Linked DNA regions of Sus scrofa: regions 2 and 3 are each linked to region 1. The links are chromatin contacts, called in public Hi-C and HiChIP or PLAC-seq maps. All regions are on one chromosome and are shown on one strand. The core of a region is the stretch at or near the end of the contact, and the rest is flanking DNA. Distances in the headings are between cores, read along the strand shown.

Region 1 (4,810 bases), core at 1,730-4,229:
AAGTCTCAATCCCATTGGATAGGGTTAGTAGCAGGGCATAGCACATGGGCTTTAGAAGAAAATATAGGTGGACTTGAATCCCAGTCCCAGGACTCATGAGCTACAGACTTGGACAAGTTACTTAACCTTTTTCTCCTTGAGTTTCCCCTTATATAAAATGGAGATAATAGCATAATCGAAGCCGCAAAGTTGAAAGAGAAATTAAAGGAGATACACAGGTAGAACATTTAGCACAGGGCCTAGGAGCTTAATAAATAAGTGAAAAGACCAAGGAGGAGAGTGAACGTGTTACATTACAGAATCAAATGAGTAACTTAGTACCAAAACCACTTATTTTCCCAGGTACTCAAGAAGCATACCTTAATTAGTTTTCAAAGAAACAACAGATTTTTGTTCAAATTACTATTCCCTGCATTTATAAAATTCATCCTTCGATAGATATTAAGTAGGTGAATATATTACAATTTTACTAAGTGATGGATGTTAGTGAACTTAAACTATTTGAGAATTAAATGTTTTTAACTTTGTCTAGCAAAGCAATTCTATTTCCTTTATTAAAGTAGCTTAATTTTAAAAGTACTCTATGGTTTTTAAACGAACAGGCCAGAAGCTACTTGCCACTCAAGAATATTTGAAATTCATTTAGTAGTTTCAATACAACTCAAACAGTGTTCCTCAGAATCTGAAGCAAAACTACCAAAAACCCCAAAAAGCCAACTTAAGTTCTTACAGGTAAAACACTGTAGACATGAGATAGCTATTTCAGCTATGTGCCACTCATGGAATGGTCAGTTTGATATTAAATAATTTTGTCTCTATTATTAGTTGAACGTGTTATAAAGGGCTTGGAATAAAATGCAGATGCAGATTTGGTGGCTGACAAAATTCAGCAGTTTTCTGAACCGTAATTGCATTGTTGAGGTTCAGAAAATTCTTGCCCAAACAATATTTGAAATCTATTTTGATGCATGAAAAGACTCTTGCTCAACGTATGATTTCTTTTTCAACTTTGCAAATATGAGTGTTGACTTTCGCTTTTCCCACTAGGTACACGCTCCTTATTTCGCTTCTCCAACTAGGTACACGCTCCTTATTTCGCTTCTTTATTGCGGCTGCCTTTTATTACTGGATACTGATGCCATCACGAAGCGCTGATGCCATCACATCGCAAACAGCGTTCACGTTCTGCTCCCGACTCGGTCCAGCCGGTGCGCCCTCCTCACTGCAGCTGCTCTCAGAAGAGCGGGATGTCGCAACAGAGCGGACCCCAACCCCAGAGCGCGACCGCCGCTCCCACCCCCGCGGCCACCGCGACGGCGACGTCGTCGGGGCTGCAAGAGGAGCCCAAGCGGGACCCGCCGCTCCTCAGGCTCCATCCCGCCGTGTGGCTCCAGAGGCCGGAGGAGACCGGGGGGACATGAGGGTCGTCGTGCGGTCCCACCAACCACACAACCACAGTCCGAGCCCATCGTGAACACGTCCTGCGCAGGAGGACTCGGGGCAACACAATCGTTACAGCGTGGGGCAGGGAGCGAAGACCCCTCTACTTCCCCACCACCACCAAGGGTCCGACGGCCCGGCCGCTGCGCACAGGGCTCTCCGCACCAACACTCGGGGATCGGCCCCATCCTCGCTCTCCCCCTTCCCGCCGGCGCGCCCCCTCCCCCGCCCGCCCCACGCAGGCGCGCGGCAGGCCCCGCACCTCCCCCTTCGCTCGCGGGGCCCCAGCGGGGGCGGGGCGACCCTCGGAAGGGGCGTGGCCGCCGGCCTCGACGCACGCACGCGCTCTCGGACCTTACGGCTACGTGTCGGGCCACGTGACGCCCACCCCGAAAGTCCCCCGTGAAGCAACAGGACGTTAAAAAAAATTTTTTTTCGGGGTGGCGGGGAGGGTGGTTGGGAGGCTTTTAAAGAACCATAATAACGGGGGAGAGGATGGGGCCGTGCGGCGGCGAGCGCAGCCCTGGCGCGCCGTAGCCCGTCCCGCTGGAAATCCCTCTCACCAAACGCCACAGCCCGACCGCGCCCGCCAGACGAGCCGGCCGGCAGCGGGGAGCGCGAGGCGACGCGGCCCGCGCCCCCGCCCCAGTCGAAAGCACAGCCACCCGGCGCCCTCCCCCGTCCGTCGGCCCCGCAGCGGCCCCTCCCTCCGCTCCTGCTCGCCCGGGGCGCCCACCCCGGCGCCCAGGCCGGCTCGCCCCGCGCCGCCTCCGTCACGCTGCCCGCCGCCGGCCCTTCAGGCCGCCCACCCCGCCGGAGGGCGACGGCTCGGCGGCGGCGGCGCCTGGGCCGGGGGCTGCGGGGGGCGGCGGCGGCGGGAGGAGGAGCGCGCCGGCCGGGCCCCGCTAACGGCCGCCCTGCGCGGCCCCGCCCGCCGCCCGCCCCCGGCCCTCCCCGCGCCGCCGCCCCTCCCCCCGCGCCGCCGCCGCCGCCGCCGCTGGCAGCGCCGCCTGAACTGAGGCGAACTCCGCCGCCAAGTGAGTGAGGAGGAGGAGGAGGCGAGGAGGAGGAGGAAGAGGAGGAGCGGAGTCAGAGCGCGGCGGCAGCGGCAGAGGCGGCCGCGGCGGGGACCAGCCCAGAGAGACCCCGAGCCCGCGGCAGAGGCGGCGGCGGCGGCTGAGCGGGCGCGACCAGCCGAGCGAGCGGCGGCGGCCCGGCTCCTCCTCGTCCGGCGCCGAGCGGCCCGCGCCCGCACTCGGCCCGCGGAGACCCGCCTCCCGCCCGCCGGCCTCGTGAGGGACGCGCCGAGCCGGCGGCCGAGGAGCGGCGGCGGGCCGGGAGCGCGTCGGGCCGCGGGCGGAAAGTGCCTGCGGGGGCGGGGAGAGCGCGGCGAGCGCGCGGTCCGGCCGCCCCGGCGCCCGGCGCGGGAGCGGAGCGGAGCGGGACGCCGAGTCCCGAGCGGCCGGCGGCCGGGGCTCCCCGCCCCTCCCTCCTCTCCGGCGGCGGCGGCGGGCGGAGTGAGCTGCGGAGCCTGGAATATGGTCGGGGAAATGGAAACGAAGGAGAAGCCGAAGCCCACCCCAGATTACCTGATGCAGCTGATGAACGACAAGAAGCTCATGAGCAGCCTGCCCAACTTCTGCGGGATCTTCAACCACCTCGAGCGGCTGCTGGACGAAGGTGAGTCGCCTCGCCGGCCCCTCGGGCCCGCGCCCGGGCGGCGGCCCCTCTTCCCGGGACCCGACGCCCGCCGGAGTGGGGAGGGCGGGAAGGTCGCGGCCGGCGGGGACCGTGCGCCCGGGGACGGAGAGGCCCGGGCGGGGCGCACGGAGGCGGCGCCGAGGCCGGGCTCGCGGGGCGCGCCGGGGCCGGGGCGCGGGCGGGACCTGCGGGCGGGACGCCCCCCCCCCCCGGCCCCTGGGCCCCGGGTCCCGGCCCCCGCGCCCCGCCCGGGCCGGCCTGGGCGCCGGCGTCGGAGCGCTGGGGGAGCCTGCAGGCCGGCCCTGCTGCGCCCCGGCTCCCGGCCGCGCCTGCGAGCACCGCGACGGCCCGCAGCCTCGCGGGCCTCCGGGGGAGCGGCCCGGCCTGCCCGCCCCGCGCCCCGCGGGCGCCTGAAGGACACCGGCTCGGGGCCGCTCCCGAGGGGCCTTCCCGCGGGTCGCCGGCGCTTCCCCCACTGGGAGATGCCGTGGGGCTTTGGGTTTTTCGAAGTTTGCGTGGCTTGTGAGTACTCGAGGGGAGTAGCGTGGGCTCGCTAATTGAGAGGGGTTCCACAGCCGACCGAGAGTAACGCCGCTTCAGCCCGGGGCGAGGACCGAATGACAGCGGAAAGCACTTTTTGTCCTTTTGTTTGGGGAAGCGAGAACTGTTGGGGAGTTTAACTTCACTTCGGGGGGGGGTGTGAACGCGAAATACCGCGAGGACAAGTGTAAACGTAATCCCGAGTTTCAAAGAACTTCGGCGGAGAGCTTCTCCCGAGGACGCCGTTGCCTTAGTTTGCAAGACAGGAAATCAAGACGTTTGAAAGGGCGACGATAAAAACGAGTAAAAGTTTGCCAAAACGCTGTGTTGGTGGAGAGCTGTGAGGAGCGACGAATGTCGAGAAGATTAATTTTGACCCACTCTGGAATTACTTTAACAAGGTCTTGTAGCAGTGACCCGGAGTGTTAATTTCTGGTCGCTGTGCACGTCTGTGGACGCCGAGGGAAAAATATGACCAACAAAAATGTCTGTTTTGAAAGTCGAGTAGCAAGGAGTTTCTCTTTTCTGTGTAGAAGCATCCCCGGAGGACTGTTAAACGAAAACGGAAAAGTATATTTTATACAATGAACAATGGATTCCAGATTTTTCACAAGAATTTTGAGGAATTTTAACCATATAGAGCTGGAGAAAAAGGAATCTGAACATTAGAGAGTTGGGATGTCGCGAAAGAACAAAAGACCGGAAATGTCTCCGTGATAAAAGGTGGTTAAAGAAGAATCCCTGGAGCTTTTCTTGTTTTGAAAGTCACAGAAACAACTTAAAAGTACAGAACTGTTAGATTTTGTACTTTTTTGTACGAACCAAACTCGTACTGCGAACACATTTTTTTGCTTACGTGTGTTAAGTATACAGCTGTGGCCCATCTTGAAATGAGCTTTTTCCTAGTTGAAACAGCAAATTTGTTAATATCAAATTGTTCCGGAGAAAACTTGAGCTGCCCCTTTAAGGGATTCTGCTTTTCCTATTTGTGTTGGCATTTGAAAGATTGTGGAGGCAGAAAACTTTCTGGAATGTCAAAAAAAAAAAAAAAAAAAAAAAAAAAAGCTGGAACTCTTAAATTGAGTATTTCCAAATGTGGGCGCTAAGGGGCGCCAGTTATTTTTTTTTT
Region 2 (4,155 bases), core at 997-3,496, 140 kb after region 1:
GAGTTCCCCTTGAGGCTCAGTGGGTTAAGAACCCAAATAGTGTCTGTGAGGATGCAGGTTCAGTCCCTGGCCTTGCTCAGTGGATTAAGGATCCAGCATTGCCAAAAGCTGCAGTGTTGGTCACAGATGCAGCTCCGATCTGGCTATTGCCATGGCTGTGCCATAGACCATCAGTTGCAGTTCCAATTGGACGGACCCTAGCCTGGGAGCTTCTATATGCCATAGGTCTGGCCATAAAAAGAGTGAGATAGACAAATTTTACATGATTGAAGTCCCAGTTTTTGTTGCTTTTGGTTTTTTGTTTGTTTGTTTTTTGGTTTTTGTTTTTTAATGAATACATGTGAGTTTTGGCATCTTCAACAAAATGATAGGTGCTGTAGATACTATACTGTATTCATCTAACATTTTCATTCATTCCATTTAATAGCAAAGCTTTTTAGGAGAACATTAATAAATCAATGTTGCTTATGCAAGAAATGTCTGAATAGAAACATAACTAACTGGTGTCAGTCAAGAGTACCCTGTGTATCAGCATGCCATTAGAGTGGGCTTCAGCATGAAGTACCTTCTGGTTCCCTGATCTTTTTTTTTTTTTTTTTCCTCTGATTGAAACAGGTGGCTATAGTCATAGTTACATGATACCTATTTTAAAGTTTGTGTAGATATGGCTGTAATGTATATGGACCATTTCAAGTGCTTAATGCTTTTGTATTTTCCACGTGTAGGCAGAGGGAGAAGACAGCCTGAAGAAGATGCAGCTGATGGAGCTTGCGATTCTCAATGGCACCTACAGAGATGCCAACATTAAATCACGTAAGGATGATACTGAGGCCCAGGGCTACACACCGTCTCAGCTGTTTTGTCCACATACCTATCTCTTTATTGGCAGGACAATACATGAACAGTTAAAAGTGAAGAGTTGAATTAATTGTTATTTGATATGTGGCTAACTGTCCCATTTTTACTGCTTTCAAGAATTGAGGACTCTCTGTTTTATGCCAGCATGCTTAAGTTTTAAGTTTATAAACTTTTATTCTTTTGATGAAATTTCAACTTCTAAATTGAAGAGTTTCATAAAATTTTACTGTTAACTACAGATTTAAGACTTCCAACTTATTTCATTTATGCAAAGGACAGAAGTTTTTTGAAAACAATTTTTGAATAAAAGCTATTTTGGAATGTTATCTGAATGCAGTGATTCTTCTGTTGAATTCTGTTCTTTCACTTTGCTTGCATGTTTTTCCCTCTAGTAATTTTTTTCTCTATTGATTTCATATGTGAGTTCACAGAGAGCAGTATCTTAGATACTATTTTAATCCTGTTTTCCCCTTTATATGTATTTTGCATGCTTTCATAAACTATGAGGATTGCTTTTTCTATATTTAATGAAATAATGTGAAATTTATATTTTGAGGCAATCTAAGTTTTACATAGCATTCATATGAGTATGATAGCATTTAATTTTTTTTTTTTTTTTTTTTAAGAAATAGAATTTTAAAGGCATAGCCAACTCTACAAAATGTAGGCAACCTAGTGGGTTTAGAAGAGGTCACTTTTGCAAATGGTTGTCATTAATTTACTCACAAAAATGAGTATATCATTAACAATCATGTGTTTGGGAGTGCAGCATTTTTGTATTTTTTCCTGTGAAGGGACTTCCTACAGATACAGGAAATTAGTAACTGTTGGTTACTTGACTAACTTGATACAATGAAATTTATTCTTTCCTTAATTTGAAACTGAAGCTACCCTTTAGAAATGTATCAAAAAACTGTATTTCTGTGGACTCCAATTACAAAGTATTTTTTAACATCTTTTAATGCAGGTGTTTTCTTGTGCTTCTGCATGCACCTTTAGTCTCATGAGATCTTAAAAGCATAGATATATCAAATACATGAATTAAATATAACCTGTTTTAATGGTCTCATTCTTTTTTTCCCCCAGTGGCTTTTTAATTTTTGCACATTTATTCTTAATCACATTGGGAAAGGGGAAGCTGTTTGCATTTGATTGGTATGCTTTGGCATTTTTGTGTGATCAGTGCATGTACTAATGATTTCCTTTTATTTTTCTTCTTTTCTGCTTTTTCTTTTCTTTTTCCTACTTCCCTCTCATTTTTCATATTTTACACTGCTATCTCTGTACTTCCTTCTAAATTTCTTTGCTTACTGTAGCAGCCCTTGCCTTTTCTCTTGCAGCAACAGCCCAGGCTGCTCCAAGGATTATTACTGGGCCTGCGCCTGTTCTCCCACCAGCTGCCCTGCGCACTCCTACGCCAGCTGGCCCTACCATAATGCCTTTGATCAGACAGATACAGACCGCTGTCATGCCAAACGGAACTCCTCACCCAACTGCTGCAATAGTTCCTCCAGGGCCCGAAGCTGGTTTAATCTACACACCCTATGAATACCCCTACACGTTGGCACCAGCTACATCAATCCTTGAGTACCCTATTGAACCTAGCGGTGTATTAGGTAAGTTCTTCTCCGTATGTGGTGAACATTTTTCTTCATGACTTTTGCTGCCCCAGACTTGAAACGATTGCATCCATTTCAGAGAGGCAAGACAAGTTTCCATTGGGAAAAACTGTAAACCAAATTTTATTTTATTTCAGCCTCTTTGTAAGAGTTCTCCCTTAAAATAATTGTACCTTAGATTTATTTAGATTGACTTTGGTAACTGAAATTCACTGGGATGGGTTAAATTTACTAAACATTTTAAACAGAGAGTACGTTTCATATTTGACATCACTCGGGTTGTTCTGAGTTTTAGATCCTACCTCAGCCTATCCCCATCATCAGCTTCAGCACCCAGAGTTTTTAGGTTCCTTTGGCTCAGAGACGTATTTAATTGTTGGCTAAATTTTAAATTTCTTTGTGAAAGTGCTTTAAGATCTTTTTAAAACTGATATTACTATGTGTGGTTTTCTTATATTTGTGATCACTTTAAATATGAAAGGGATCAGGTGAATAGTTGCGTTCTTCATGTTTTTTTCAGTTTTTCTCTTTTGAAGTCCTTGTTAATATTAAACGTAAGAGATCATCTTAATTTTAATAATGCAGTATGGAATTGATAAGTACACATTTGAGGCAAAAATTAAGATCATACTATAAACGCTCGGTTTTACATGAACAAAAAGTGGTGTGCTTGAAAAAGACATTACTGATGCCTTTTTTTTATAGAGTGGATTGAAATGCCAGTCATGCCTGATATTTCAGCCCATTGACTTGCTGGATGAAGGACTAGAGTACAGCAGCTGTGCTAACGCGACCCGTCCATGTGGGACAGACTGTTCCCGGGCTGCCCTTGTTTTACCAGACAAAATTTGAATTCTTTTTTCTTGAATTGTGTATGACCTTGGTGCTGCGTGCATGCTGTTGACTTTTAGGACTTCGATCTTTCAAGGTTTTTTTTTCCAGCATTAATACTGATTTATAAAAATTTGAAAGTCTTTAATGAACCCGGACACTAAGATTTAAACTTGAAAATTCGTTGTTCAATTAAAGAAAGCCACAATGCTCTGTATGTTATCTGTGTGTGTGCATGCACTCAGGTGCCTTCTGTTTCATGAGCAAATACATTTTACTGTACATGTTTTCCGTTTCTCGCTAAATCATTGTATAAAGTATTGTAGGTCAGAATTATACTTTAGAACTGTTTATGAGGGCTTGTTTCTGTTGCACATTTCTTGAAGCATTTTTAAAATAACATGTAACCTGTAACCCGTTTACGTTTTCCTTTCTGTTAACTCTTGTCCTGTGGCCCCATGCCTGCTCCTTTCCCCCGAGCTCCTCTCTGCTGCACGCACAGCGTCTGTTCGAGGAGTTTGACTGTTGCTTCCTGCAGGGCTGGCACTCATAGCCACCAGCTGCTGTTCCAGCACTCAATGCAAGATCTCACTGATTTTGCCTCATGGAATTATACTTACATAAGATTAGTCTATCTGAAATGAAAAAGGGGTGATGGACCAGTTTACTGCTTAGAAACAGCAAGAGGCACTGCAGTAAAATTTTGTTTCTCATTTTTAAAGCAATGTGGTGTTTGTTGTGTCGGAAAATTTTTATTTATAATACTTGTTAGACTGACAAAATTAAAAGCAAAATATACAGATACCTAATTGGCATTCATAAGATGAATAATAATGAGTACTAAATG
Region 3 (4,804 bases), core at 1,749-4,248, 200 kb before region 1:
CAGGAAGCGTGTAATCAGCCTCAGTGGGCTCAGGACAAGGACTCTGATGATGCCCCTTGGACTCTCGGCATCTCCCCTTAGACCCTGTGCCATGTTCCCTCTCCTTCTTTCGCCCCTGCCTTCTCCGCCTGCTTCCCTCACCTCCAGCTGCAGGCACTGATGCTTTCAGGACATCAGCTCCACATTCTCCCCTGCAGTGTCATCTGTTTCACTTCCAGGTCAGCGGTTCCCAGGTCTATTTTTCTAAAAGCCTGTTCTCTCCTGAATACCAAACTCATGTTTTCAACAGCATTTTAGAAACTCTAAACCCAGTATGGCCAAAATTAAATGCGCTACCCACTTCCCATACTTACTCCTATGGCATGCCCCAAATTTGTTCATTTCATCAGCTCTGCTAGAACCTCAGAGCCATCCCATACACGCCATCCACTCTCTCGCCCCCCTCCAGCCAACTCATGCCGTCTTGGGGACTCCCCCTGTGAAAAACCCTCTCACGCTCGCTTTCCATCATCTCCCCCCGAGTTCAGACCTGCCACATCTCCCCCAGGCTGCGGAGCAGGTCCTCCGGCTTTCCCTCTTTTTCCTGGACTGTTAAAAGTCTCTTAGCCGAGCTTGCACGCGCCTCTCCTTCGTAAACGCGCCCTCACTCTCCCGCGGAACTGCCTTTCTAAACACAAAATCTCATGCTGCTACTCCTTGGTGACGACAAAAATTCCAATTGTCACTTTTCAGCCAGCTTGGGCTTGTGCGCATTTATACGAAGATCTTTTCCTAATGGAATTGTGTGACCTGTCGCAAGTCGGGTCTCCAAGCCCGGTTCTGCTTGCTCTGTGCCATCAGGAGATGGGCCCTAAATCAGCCGTTCTTCATGGGGAAAAAGCGCTCCCAAGTGACTGTCTCCTTTGGCTTGTACGTCGTAGGCATTAACCATGTGTTTACTCAAGGTTGAACTGATGTGCTGTTGTGGAAATTGTTTTGATGACAGCTAAAGCCAGAAACCTATGCCTGATCAACATGATTAGTTAATAACTGCTTCAAGGAATATGTATTTAACCCCCTAAAGCTGCAGTGGAACATCTAATGGACTCTCTTGGAAGCAACTTTGATAAAACTCTAATTAGATGCCGTTTTTGAGTGTTCCCCCCCACCCACCCCTTGTAAGAGTCGAGGGACTAATCCTTAGATCTGAAAGCCCCCTCCCTTGGGAAACAGGGCTTCCACACCACAGGATGGGCCTGTGAGCTCAGAGGTCCTATCTGGTTGGAAATGTGAAGAGTCTTTGATTCTATGGTTCTAAAAGGCAGCCTCCCTATTTTCTTTAAGTAGCCCTTCGTATGCTTTGTCTTGTTCCCTCAATCGTTGCAATTGCACTGCAGTTCATGTCTAGCTTTGTATGTTGCTCCTGTGTTGTGTCTGAGGTCCAGGAAACAGTTGTCATTGTCCATCCAGATACCCTTCAGTAGTGAGGAAAGAATTCCTTTTTGTGAAGCAAGCATGAAGCTTAAGATCTTTCAAATGCTATTCATTGTCCATATTTACTAAGACCAATTGAGGAATGTATGCTAGAACTTGAAAAGCATCTCTTACATTTTTATTCATCCTGTAAGCAACCAACACACTTTCCTTTGAAACAGTAGAGACCATCCCCTTTTAGTCTAACGAGATAGGAGAGGATAATTGTAAAAAAATGTCAAAGACAGTGAAATGGAATGACACTACAGAAAACATTTTGCCAAAACAAATTGAAGTGGAGATTTACAATTCTTGTATAAAGCCCTTTTGTGTGATCAAAGAAAGCATCATCTGTACCACTAAGTTCTATGTCTAACATGATTTTGTTGAAGAGGAGGCAACTCGAGATGAACTGATGAGCAGTTTGCTCACAAATGCACAATAGCTGTAGTGAGGACTTACGGTTTCAGGCAATGCCATTCTACATGGGAACATTTAGCTTTTAACACGGTGTTTTAAGAATCCATCATAGACCAATGGCAAAAAAGAGACTGTGTCTCTCGCTGCTTAGGCGTTTGTTACATAATATATTGGAGAATAACAAGTGAACTGGATGTTTTTTTCCCTGCCATTTATTATCTGATACCTTTAAAGACTGGATGTCCTTGCCTGCTATATATTGTAGCCAAGTACTTCAGTCAACACTTTGAGTTCACAGACTGCTAGTCCTTCCTGGGTTCTTTTTCCAGGAAACAGCAGCTATTCCATTTCATTTGCTGCTAGGAAGTTTTCCATCCTAGCCCCGCAACGAGCTAACTCCATCTTGGTTTCTTTGGGAAAAGATATAGATGAGTTTTGTGAAAGTGTGTTTAAATGCAGCCGTCAAGCCATTGGCATCGAAAGAAAGTCAGCCGTTCCTGGGGCCCTGCGCACAGAGCCCACGACTAACAAGGGCTTGCATTCACACCCGGTTTACATAAATGCTGGTGCACTGGTCCCCAGGACGTGCTTGGTTAATGCTTACACAGTCAGACTCCCAGGTGGCCTGTCGCTTATTTTTGTAAGTTCAATCTGGTAGCGCTACAAAGGCAGTACAGTTCATTGATATAAAGTAGACATAACAGAATCCAAAAATAAGAAAGATTCCTCTAAGTAGACAGGGTCAATCAACAATAGAAGAAGGTAGGTTTCTAATGCAGGTCTTAATAATGCAACTGTGTTTAGACTGCATTAAATTAGTTTTCTCTTCTCAATAGTTGGCAAATGAAAAACCACCCATTGCCATCCTAACAGAAAGTTTCTAATCTGTAAACCTTACCAGCAGCAACTCATTAGGAGCCTATTAGGAGCCAAAACACTTGTCTAAATAAAATATAAATAGAATTTCAAATGAAGATATGAACATTCTTTGACTAAACCCGAAGTCCCAATCTCTGCACAGGTGTTTATTCTTCAGAGCCCAGTCGTGAAAGTGGGACCCAGCCAGCAACATGAGGTTCCTAAAACTAAAATACAGATTAAGGAACAAACTGATGTAAAGAGTTGCATAAACTCAAGTGTTCAGACAGGCCCCAGGGGAGGACACTTGGGCTCTTAAGCAAAGAGCCCAATGCACTGAAGTAATTGTGAAGGTTAACTGTGTGTCTGGAAATTATCTAAAGGCCCCGCAGAGCAACACAAGGGACTCTGAAAAAATGTGCTTCCTTATGAAATCTGAATTTAGTTTCTTAGAGGAGGTAAAATGATCTATTTTCTGCTTTTTTCTGATTAGACTTCAAAGGTTAAAAGTATTAACAAGAATAAAAGTTAATGAGGACAAACTCACCCCTCAGTTTTAGAACCTCAGCAAAATCTGTGTCAGAGCTGGGACCGAGAATTGGGCCAGTGTGTAAGGGTTCTCGTCAAGTCCCTTTCTCAGCCCCATGTCCTGTTCTACCTCTTCCTCCTTGGCCAGGTGCCCCCCCCATGTCCTTTCTCAGCCCTGGCTCGGGTCCCTGTGTCTCCCCATCTGGACAGCCATGTCCCCACTCTGTCCCATGCCCTGCCCTCGGCCCCCTTCTGTGCCATCGCAGGCACAAAGAGGTGTGGGAAGTCACTGCTCCTCACTCATGTCCTTTAGAAGGTTCCTCTCAGCTCCAGATGCTGCGTCTGTCTGTCAGCTATGAGGCCTCTACGGCCACCCTCTCTCCTATCCTTCGCCCCCCAGAGGGGCACTCTGGGCTCCAGTCATGCTGGACGACCCCTCTGTGACTCCCACTCCACACTCTGCTCTCACTCTGTCCGTCGACAGAAGACCACCTTCTTCCCGCTCCCGCCTCCAACCACAGAAGCCCCGGTGCTTGGAGGCTGTTCTTAGGTGAGCCCTTCTCTTATCCGGCGGCATTCCCATCCAGCCCTTTTCCTCTAAACTAATGTGACACTTCATCATTGTCTCCCCTATGAAGTATACATTCTGCCTTGCTTCTGTTGGGCTCGTCTTGTACCCCAAAGTAGACTGTAAGCTCCTTGAAGACTATGTCTCACTCCTCTCCGTCTGTACCCTCCCAAACCAACAGTGCCTTCAGCGCAGTAAGCACTGAGGGAGTATTTGTTGAATTGATTTCATTTAACTCGGTTTTTAACTGAATCAAGCAAAGGGTGTCACAAGCTTGCATTTATAACTGAAGAAAGCACAGTTGTGCAGCTGTCAAAGACAGTCTCTGGGGGTTGGAGGGAATGCAAAGGGAGAATCCTCAGAAGCCAGCTGACTGCTGGTCAAACCAGGTGCAAGTTGGGAAAAATTCTATAGTGAATGAAGGAAAATAAGATGCACAGTGGAAAAGAATACCAACATTCTTGCAAATGAATCTTAAAGTATTATTTTTACAAAGAATACAAGGATTATTTCTGTTCCCTTGTTGACTACTTTGTATGTTCTTCCTACAGATACTTTCAGAAAAAGACCTATTGTTTGTTTTTCTCCTCACTGACACAGTATCCATTGTTTATAACTGTAATCATAGCACACATAGTTGAAAATGTGGGACTAGGGACAAGCTGTATTTCCCCCTCTGGTTCTTTAGACAGGGAAGACTGTGTTCTTTATCTCTTATCACAGCTCTTTTGTCAAACATTGAATGATTTTTTTTCCCCAGACAAATTTGTAGTTTATCAACCATAAAAATGTCTTTATTGCCTTGTTTTTAAACATTTACACTTTGGTATGTATGTCTCAAGATGAGCATGAATTAAAGGGTTTATTTCACTTTAAATACATTTTTATTACAGTATATAAAGCTAGCTTTCTCCGGCATGTACGGCTTATAGGGAGCTATATTTAGACTTGATGAAAATATATTTTATTTTAGTACAT

What was found. A called contact is a pair of places that touch in the nucleus more often than the background predicts. HiChIP or PLAC-seq counts read pairs in DNA pulled down with a chosen protein or histone mark.
Region 2: a Hi-C map of skeletal muscle shows a contact between it and region 1, with 2.4 times the contacts expected there. The contact joins the enhancer-like site here to the promoter of QKI in region 1. A contact is called at or near these places in 11 of 47 Hi-C or Micro-C datasets (embryonic fibroblasts, fetal heart ventricle, fetal skeletal muscle and 4 more) and 2 of 2 datasets of contacts at active chromatin or transcription factors (alveolar macrophages and skeletal muscle).
Region 3: an H3K27ac HiChIP or PLAC-seq map of alveolar macrophages shows a contact between it and region 1, with 8 times the contacts expected there. The contact joins the enhancer-like site here to the promoter of QKI in region 1. A contact is called at or near these places in 1 of 5 promoter capture datasets (liver), 14 of 47 Hi-C or Micro-C datasets (brain, embryonic fibroblasts, fetal heart ventricle and 9 more) and 2 of 2 datasets of contacts at active chromatin or transcription factors (alveolar macrophages and skeletal muscle).

The regions. Positions count from the first base shown.
Region 1 is chr1:4,881,410-4,886,219 of Sscrofa11.1, reverse strand. QKI (QKI, KH domain containing RNA binding) reads left to right here and starts at 2,979. Exons shown (of 8, transcript NM_001007195.1): 1 at 2,979-3,120. The coding sequence starts at 2,979.
Region 2 is chr1:4,743,627-4,747,781 of Sscrofa11.1, reverse strand. QKI (QKI, KH domain containing RNA binding) reads left to right here. Exons shown (of 8, transcript NM_001007195.1): 5 at 726-813; 6 at 2,175-2,474. Among named protein-coding and RNA genes, the nearest start is that of QKI, 140 kb to the left of the region's middle. Within about 2 kb of position 2,246, at least 5 of the 83 cell types and tissues checked have an H3K27ac peak or open chromatin away from gene starts, as enhancers often do. A contact at or near this core is called in fetal skeletal muscle and skeletal muscle, where this site is marked.
Region 3 is chr1:5,079,460-5,084,263 of Sscrofa11.1, reverse strand. The region is part of intron 4 of PACRG (parkin coregulated gene protein); the gene reads left to right. LOC106508449 (a long non-coding RNA gene) reads right to left here. Exons shown (of 3, transcript XR_001305307.2): 3 at 520-4,804. Among named protein-coding and RNA genes, the nearest start is that of QKI, 200 kb to the right of the region's middle. Within about 2 kb of position 2,998, at least 9 of the 83 cell types and tissues checked have an H3K27ac peak or open chromatin away from gene starts, as enhancers often do. A contact at or near this core is called in alveolar macrophages and brain, where this site is marked.